Regions from separate parts of the Mus musculus genome. Here region 1 is linked to region 2. The links are chromatin contacts, called in public promoter capture Hi-C maps. All regions are on one chromosome and are shown on one strand. Each heading gives the region's core, a stretch centred on a gene start, on an enhancer-like site or on the middle of the called end of the contact. The rest is flanking DNA. Distances are from core to core; before and after follow the strand shown.

Region 1 (3,961 bases), core at 650-3,149, 180 kb after region 2:
TTCCGGTGCGAAGCTGCCCTCATTTTGTAACCAAACAAAATGCACTCCCCTTAGCATCTCCCCAACACTGGCTTCAACAGCTTTTCCCAGGATTTGCACATTGACTTTTAAAGGATGTGGTGAGGGAGATGTGATTTAGTCTTTTCCCTTCTTCTTTTGTCCCTTCCTCCCTTAGATCAGAGGGCTCCTATCCCTCTTCATCCCCACAGGACCCACCACCCCAGGTAAGGAAAGGCTACAACTCCTAAGCACAGGGGATAGAGGCAGGCTCTGCCAGAGGCCAGGAAGAGGGTCCCGCTGTTCTCCCCACTTGCCAGAGACCAAAGTTGTTTCCAGGGTGAAGAGAGCAGTTGCCCAGGGCAACTTGAGGGCTGGTAGGAGAGCATAGGAGGCAAGCTGTGTCCCTTTCTCTTCTGGGAGTACCAACACCCGGAAACATAGGTTGGGAGAGGGAGAAAGACTTGGCCTTTCAAGGGAGGGGTCCTTAGGTAGCTAAGGGCTCTGCCTCTGGGGAAGGGGGGGGGTCATCATTAGGTGTTTCTACCCTGCCCCTTCCTCCAGCTCTCTTGGGGCTCCACCTGACGTCAACCTTCCCACCAGTGACGCTAGATTGGGCTTGGGTGGACACTTGGGTCCTGGCTTCCAGAGTGAAATTATTGGAGAGATGGACGAGGGCTTGCCTTGTAGGCCCAGAGTCTACTCTAGAAGACTTGGAATGGACAACTAAGGCTTGTTGTGATCTATCACAAAAGAAAGGACTCCTAGCTCCCTGACCTGATTAATGGAGTCTTTTCAGCACCTCACTTCAATCCCAAGGGAAGGCAGGAAGCTGGTACGCACCTCCTGCAGTGGGTCTAGTCAGGGTCAGCTGGCTGGGGGAGGCTGCTGGGTGGGAAGGAGACATGTCTCACCGTCCCTTTCACCATATCCATCTTTTCTTGGACTTTGGGCTACAATTGCCTGTCATTGAATTATTTATATTTCAATTTCAGAGGCAGCCTGATGAGGGAAGAAGGGGAGAGCGGGGCACGTTCAGCCATTTCTTCTCACCCGTCCTTTCTATCCTTCGTTCAGCATAGGGGGTGGGTCTGCTCTTCTCCCCACGATGAGAGCATGCATTGGTTCTTAGGAGCCAGGGAGGCAACAGGGGGCTCCGGGCTGGGAGGGGGCCCAGTGGTCGAGGAGACAGCTGCAGCCAGAGCTAAATTTAGCCTCTGATCTGGCTTTGATGCAGATTCATTTTTGGCTAAGACAGCCCCTCCATGCACACCCCATCCCTCCCTGCCCAGCTTCTTCCTCAGCCATGGGAACGGCCCCTGAAGTATGAGCTTCGGCTGGGTCAGTGACCCCCAGGCTGTCTGTCCCTCTCCTTCTGTTCTTTCTCAGCCTTAGACAGGACCATGGCTGCCGCACAGCTGCCTTTGCCTGGGCGCAGTGCCTACAGCACTCCCAGGGTGCTGTGGGGGTCTGTGAGGGGAGGGGAAACAGACTTGGTGCCCTCTTCCTTCTCCAAGTGCCAAGGAGTCACTATTTATAATTTTAAGGCTTAAGTGTCTAATTATAGCTGAGAAGGGGTTAGCACAAGGGGGGCCAGGAGGTGTCACCTACTGAGTGTCCCAGACCTAGGCAGGAGAGAGGAAGAAAGGCTGGGAGGGGCAGAGGATTTGTGCTGTCCTTACCTGGGGTCACACCAGCAGGCAGCACACCAACCAGTTTGGGCCAGTTGGAGAGGGAAGGGCCTTGAGTGACAGACAGTGACAGCTGGCTGGGAGTGAGGCAGAGATGGCTCTTTGCCCCACCCCATAGGGTCTTCTGGGGATAGACCTGGGGAGGAGTCTGCCTGCAACAAGGGTAGAGAGAACTTAGTCCCTTCCCCCCCTTTCTGTCTCCTTACTCCAGGGCCGGCACATGGGTGAGGGGGTACCCCCTGGGGCGTGAGCTGCCCCGCACAGGATGCCCCGTGCCCCCCACTCCATGCCCCTGCTGCTCCTGCTGCTGTTGCTGTCATCGCTCCCCCAAGCCCAGGCTGCCTTTCCCCAGGACCCCACCCCTCTGTTGACCTCTGACCTTCAAGGTGAGTGCTCCACCCACTTTGCCCACTTGGGGGGGGGGGGTGCAAGTAGAGAATGAGAGAGAGGCAAGGAGTGAGGATGTTCCCAGTCTTAGGGAAGCTAAGAGAATGGCCAAGCAAAGGGGAACAAACAGGTGGGATGAGCTGGAACCTCACGCTTCTCATCCCTGGGCATTTCTTCACTCAGAGGTAGTGTTGCTAGGCGGCTAAAGATGTGACCTCTAGCTGAACGTGATGGTTGCATGCTCACAATCCCAGCACTTGGGAGTCTGAGGGAGGAAGACTGCTACAACTCTGAAGACAGCTTGAGCTCTGTAGTGAGTTCCAGGCCAGTTGGCATAACATAGCAAGAGCCTGTCTCAATAGACAGACATAAGGAGTGCAAGGTCTTAGCCACACCAAACCACGGCAGGTATGAAACCCTGCTCATCTGCTCGCTAGATTCGTGTTATCTAACCTTTCTTAGCCTCAGTTTCCACATCAATAAAAGGAAGATAACCATAGTGTTATATCTCGTGGTGTTACTCAGAGATTAAGTGAGGTGACAGATGTAACGCAAATGAGGCACAGTCCTGAGAACACTGTCTGGTCCAGATTAAGCACTTTATGTTTGTGTGTTATTCTTAGCTACAAAGTGGAGTCCTGTGCCAGGCCAGTGGTTCCCAAAACCCTTACTTCTCCTCTGCCTACCAGAGAGCCTAGGTCTCACTATGACAGAAACCATAAATCTACCCTTTCAGAGAAAAATCCTTCACCTGTGCTCTAGATGTTGGATTTATATTTATTTCAGTTGGGCTACTAGGGGTGACTGTTGGGGGACAGATAAGACTAGCAAATACTACATCTGACGCAGATCCCAGCACTCTCTCTGTTAAATCATCTGTGAACCCTGGGTTCCCTCATCAACACCAATACCTGAAGCTTTTATGCCCAGAACAGGTAGACAATGGAGTTGGTCACAATGGCGAAGTGTTGAAAGTCTTGAGGGGGATTCGAAGAGGGGTAGGAGAAGCAGGTGCTTTAATTATGTATGAGTGTGTGTGTGTGTGTGTGTGTGTGTGTGTGTGTGTGTGTGTGTGTAGGAGCTGTTGTATGACAAAACTTTTCCTGGGGAGATGGAACACGTCTACTGAACCCAGATAGGGAGGCCAAATATGGATACCACCAAAGTCAAACTTGGTGAACTGAGAAGTTTTACTGGGGGTACTTACAGAAATATGGGTGAGGGGTTACTTACAGGAGCAGAAATGACTCAGAGACAGCTGTACCACCAAAGCCCACTCCAGTATGGGCACTAGCTTGTAAGCTGGAATTGGGAGCACAGTACACAGCCTGCAGGCAGCTCACCTATTGGAGAGTCCTTTTCAGGTATCTCAGTTGGCCTCTTCCAGGCAGTCTCTTCTCTGCAGCTCAGCTTCATGTCCTCTGAGGGGGACCCTAGCTTTTATTAACTCTGACAGGGAAAGGGCCAACTGAATCTGGTCAGTTTCAGGGAGTTCTTGAAGCTGTTTTGTTATTTACCTCCCTGCGTATGGAGCTGGCCAGCAGAATGGATGTTTTAATCTCAAGGAGAACAGAGGAGGTAGGTTGCTTGGAGTTGGAGCTAGAGGTGGTTGTGAGCCACCTGATGTGGGAGCTGGGAATCAAACTCTGGCCCTGGAAGCGCAGTGCATGCCCTTAATCACTAAGCCATCTCCAGCCCCTTGAAAGGAACTTTCTAACACAAAGGTGGTCGGTCCTAAGAAGGAACTTGGCTCAACTCTGGAGCAGGCCCTGCCGCCTACATGGCAGTCATGTAAATCCCTCAGTGCACTAAGCCTTGCAATGGGGCCAAGGTGAACTCCCACCTATAAGGTTATGAAGGAAGGTAAGTCATTCAAATGACTCACA
Region 2 (4,408 bases), core at 58-2,557:
AATATAAGGATCTAGTTAGTGTATATCTTGATTAAAAAGTTTACGGAAGCATTAAGTATGCACGTGCCTTACTAAAATGAACTACACATTTTTCTAAAGCCCAGGCAAGACATTGTATAGGAGAATTCCTGGGTGTGCCCTGACACTGGCTCCCAGTCTTGGTTGTCCTTGCGGGTTCTGGTTAATCCCGTGTTCCTCCCACTATGGAGGAGCTCCAGAAGAGTGAAATGGGGGCTCCGGGAGAGAAGAGGCCCAGGGCTACTTTCTTCCTGGAGTCTCCATACAAAACTCTTCTTCATTGGCCAGATCTCACAGAAGTTTCCATGTTCTTATGAGGATTCCTTTATGTTCCCTACAGACTCACATACACCCCCCCCAAAAAAGCAGTTCTTAGCCTCAATTTTCCTTCCTATTTGTAGCCAAATGATAAATATTTTGCCATAGAGTTGGCAAGGTGGCACAAGAATCAGAGAGTGATTTAGGAACCAACCCTTAATCACACCCTCCCCTACATAATGACACTTCAAAGAGATTAGCTTTGTCTTTTCAGGACTGTAACCTTTGTACAGAGGCATCTGCTGCATGTCACACTGGAAGCCTTTCCAGCCTGATAAGGGTGTGATGTCAGCTCCTGGCTTCAGCTTCACTCCCTGAAGCTGACTCAGTACAAGTGACTCAGGCCCAGGGAGTAGGAGGAGAACAGATCATGAGACCCTACTGTCTGCCATGGACATTAATGAGCCCACTGGGGCCTGTCTGGGAGAGGATCAGCTAGGCCAATTTTCTGCCTTTTTTCTTCTGCAACTAGCATAAGTATAGAAGTTGGACCAGCAGATTATAACAGATTCTGACATCTTCACTGCCTCTTTCCTTCCCACTTCTACCCAAAGTAGAAGAGTTGTAGCCTTAGCAGGGTGTTTCCAAGTGTGACTACACCCTGCAAATGATCTTCTGCCTAAATTCTTGAGGAAAACCCAAATGTAGTGCCTCTATCAAGAACTTCAGTCATAGAATTGAATTAAGCAGAGGCTTGAAATGCTAGCTATAGAACAGAGTGCAATGGCCACTGCCTTCTTGCTCTAGGAATTCTCAAGACTTTCCTTTAGTCCAGACCCCCCTCTCTTGCTCCTGTTCCTGCTGCCTGCCCAGGTAGGATATAGTGTATAGAATCCAGGATGGATGGCCCAGTCCATGAGTGCTATTCCACGATTACTGAAGGAGCTGTCCCTCACTTTGTTCCCAGATACCAGCTAGCACAGGGGAGGGATGTTGTTTATTTTGTAATTTTTTATTTGTTTTCTAAGAAAGACTCAGTATGTAGCCTGGGCTAGCCTTGAGCTCTTGATCCGCCTGCCTCAGCCTTGTAAGTACTGAGGTTACAAGCATGTGTTACTGCCCTCAGCTGAGGTGATATTTAGATTATTGGGATCTAAACTTTGGGCTGGAATCAAGATTGCCACCGCCCTTCTAATTAGCTTTCTCAGGTGGATTTAGTTAGGATCTAATTGTCCAACATACATCAAAAAATACAATATATTTAGTGTCATGTGCAGTAGCCTGATAGTAAGCCTAAGAAGGTTTGGAAGAGATAAGACTGCATTTTTTGAGCATCCAGCCCACAGCTTTCAGGTTCATGGGTTTGGGATGCCCTTTGTCACACAGGTTCAAGGTTGGGATTAGGCTTCCTAGGGTGATCGCAGGGCTGACTGAGAGGAGTTTAGCTCTTCCTGAGATTACCAAGAAGCTACAAGAACATCGACTTTGTACCACAAGGGTCTTGCAGTTTTTGGTTGTCCCCTTGAGGACAGGGTTGGTTGAAGGCATGTGAGTGAGTGGTATGAAAGAAGTGAGCCTCTAGGATTTTGATCTAAAAGGAAGATTTGTTCAGGTAAGAACAGGAGATAAAACAGAAAACAGAAGGTGCCTTGGCCTTCAGCTTTTGATCTCAAGGTCTGAGCTGGCCTTCCAACATCCCACAGATGTCTAGACTCTGGGCAACTGGCAGTTTCAGGCTGACTGTCTTTCACTAAAGCAGATATAGCTGCACAAGAGAAGCAGTTATGAACCAAGTTGGAGCTAAATTCTTTGCCTTTGTCTCTTTCCCTCCCCCCAACCCCACCCTTTCTTCCCCTTGCCCTCTGGCCCTTTCCCAGGAGCTCTCCTCCAGCACCGAGAGTATTGATAATTCATTCAGTTCCGTAAGTGGGGCCAGGCTGGGACTGGGTGGCAGGCTCCACACGTGGCCGCATTTCCTCTCCGTCCCATGTCTTCTAAGACCAATGAAGACCCCTTTGACTCCCAGAGATTCGTATCTCCCTGCCAGGCTTTCAGACCTGGCGGCATTCCCTCTGAGCTTTAGTGCCCTGACAGGCTCAGCTGATCCTTTGCTCACAGACGGCAGCTGGAATGTTGTGCTGCTTAGTCCTAGCCCCTCGGTCTCTGGAGCAAACAGCTGGGAGAGGTAGAATTTACTCCTGGATTAGAGCCAAGGACTGCTTGGCAGAAACCTCCAGTATCCCATTTCTCCCACCAAGAACCCTTTCCTTATGGCTTCTGCCATCAGCCCATCAAATATTTATTCAGTTTTCTAAATGTTAGACCCTGTGCTGGCTGAGCCAACTCCAAAAACAAACAGGAATTGGCCTGAGGGAAAGTTTTACCTTCCCACAACTGGTTTTCCTTTTTTAACTTCCTTTCTTTCAGGTTTGAGTTCTTCCCATTCCCCAGTTCACTGCCCAGGATATCCCTTAATCCCTGTTCTCTCTCCTTATTCTCTCTGGACTAACCCATGACCCTCCAGTCCTGTTACAGGGTCTTGGACCTTGTTCCTGGGCAAAGACGTGAGAGGAAATGCTGGACCCTCTGGGAGTTTGGATGATATATATATATATAAATTTAACTTTTATTCCTTGTCTACCCACTCTGTTTTCTAGTTCCTGTGCTGATCCTCTTTTAATCATGATCCCTTCTCCTCCCGTGTGGCAGAGCCTCTCTTTTGGAGGCCTGGGGTCATATCCAGTATGGTTTGGTAACAGGGGACTACAACAGAAAGGCTAATTTGAGAATGGAAAAGAATTCTGCCTTTTCTACATGAGATGACTATGAATTGGTTGGGGTGGAGGGCCCTTGGAACAGTGACCCTTTGCCACCTGAGTGGATGGATTCTGGGATCAAGATAAAGGCATGAGTCTTTAGCTCTCTATCCCACCCCCATCCCTCTCTCTTTCTGGGAGGGAACCCAGAGCCTCATTCTTTTAAAGCCCCCAGGATATTTCTAGAGATCTTTGAAGTCCAGCTCCATCTGATTTTCTCTTTCTCCTTAAGGGCTGTCCTTAAAGCTTCCCTTCCTCACTGCTGTGCAGGGCTTGAAGCCTGCCCACTTACCCCGTTACAGAGTAGAGGCTGTGAGGTTTCTTTGCACCCTGACTCTATTCTGCATGTACAGGTGAACATGATATTGCTCAGTGCTCAAAAGACGGTTCTGGGTGGGAAAAACTAGGCCCTGCCCCTAGATGAAGAGCTCTATGTAGTCAGTAGCTGCTGGGGGAGATAGAATCCGTTTTCTCTGGAATGAGCCCCACAAGAGGTTTCCCAATTCTACCTGGTCAGCCTTAAACACTTATGCATATGCACAACACTAATTGGACTTAGTACGATCTATATAAAAACAAACAATAAGGGGCTGGAGGGTTGGCTCAGGGGTTTAAGCACTGATTGCTCTTGCAGAAGACCTGGGTTTGATTCCCAGTAACCACATAATGGTTTATAACCACGTGTAACTCCAGTCTCAGAGAATTGATGCTCTCTTCTTATCTCCATGGGCACTGCACACACATGGTAATAGACATACATGTAGGCAAACACCCATACACATAAATAATTTCTTAAAAAATTAGCCAGGTGTGGTGGTATGTGCCTTTAATCCCAGCACATACAGAGGCAGAGGCAGGCAGATTTCTGTGAGTTTGACAGCTAAGCCAGTCAGAGCTACACAGTGAGACCCTGTCTCAAAAATAAAAACTTTCCAAGCCTAGTAGTTTCATCTTTTCTATAATATTGTAAACTATTACAAAAAGGTGAGGAAAAAGCTGGGTCTTTCTGCTTCCAGTGTGTCCAAACTCTGAATAAATATACTTTTTAAAAAATGGTATTTATCATAGAAGAGATCATGACTTAAAGGGGGGGATCTAGGAAGGTGGAAGCCATAGACTGTATACTCATGTATGAAGTTCTCAAAGTAATTTTTTTCATTAACAAAAAAAGTCTTGAATAAAGTTTGTTCTTAATCTCAAAAAAAGAAAAAAAAAGTTCTCCTTTTTTTTTTTTCTTTTTTTTAATAATGAGCAGTAAGGGTAAAAACTCTAAATCAGAAAAATAAGCAAGCGTGATGTAGTGGCTCACATCTTTA

The links. Promoter capture Hi-C pulls out the DNA fragments that hold promoters and counts their contacts.
Region 1: a contact with region 2 is called in a promoter capture Hi-C map of embryonic stem cells. The contact joins the promoter of Sema6c here to the promoter of B230398E01Rik in region 2. A contact is called at or near these places in 2 of 39 promoter capture datasets (embryonic stem cells and liver) and 3 of 9 other capture datasets (embryonic stem cells, liver and pancreatic islet).

What each region holds. Positions count from the first base shown.
Region 1 is chr3:95,162,440-95,166,400 of GRCm38.p6, forward strand. It overlaps Sema6c (sema domain, transmembrane domain (TM), and cytoplasmic domain, (semaphorin) 6C), which reads left to right and starts at 1,900. Exons shown (of 17, transcript NM_011351.2): 1 at 1,900-2,074. The coding sequence starts at 1,954.
Region 2 is chr3:94,987,150-94,991,557 of GRCm38.p6, forward strand. It overlaps B230398E01Rik (a long non-coding RNA gene), which reads right to left and starts at 1,308. Exons shown (of 4, transcript XR_003954666.1): 1 at 1-1,308. The region is part of intron 2 of Pi4kb (phosphatidylinositol 4-kinase beta); the gene reads left to right.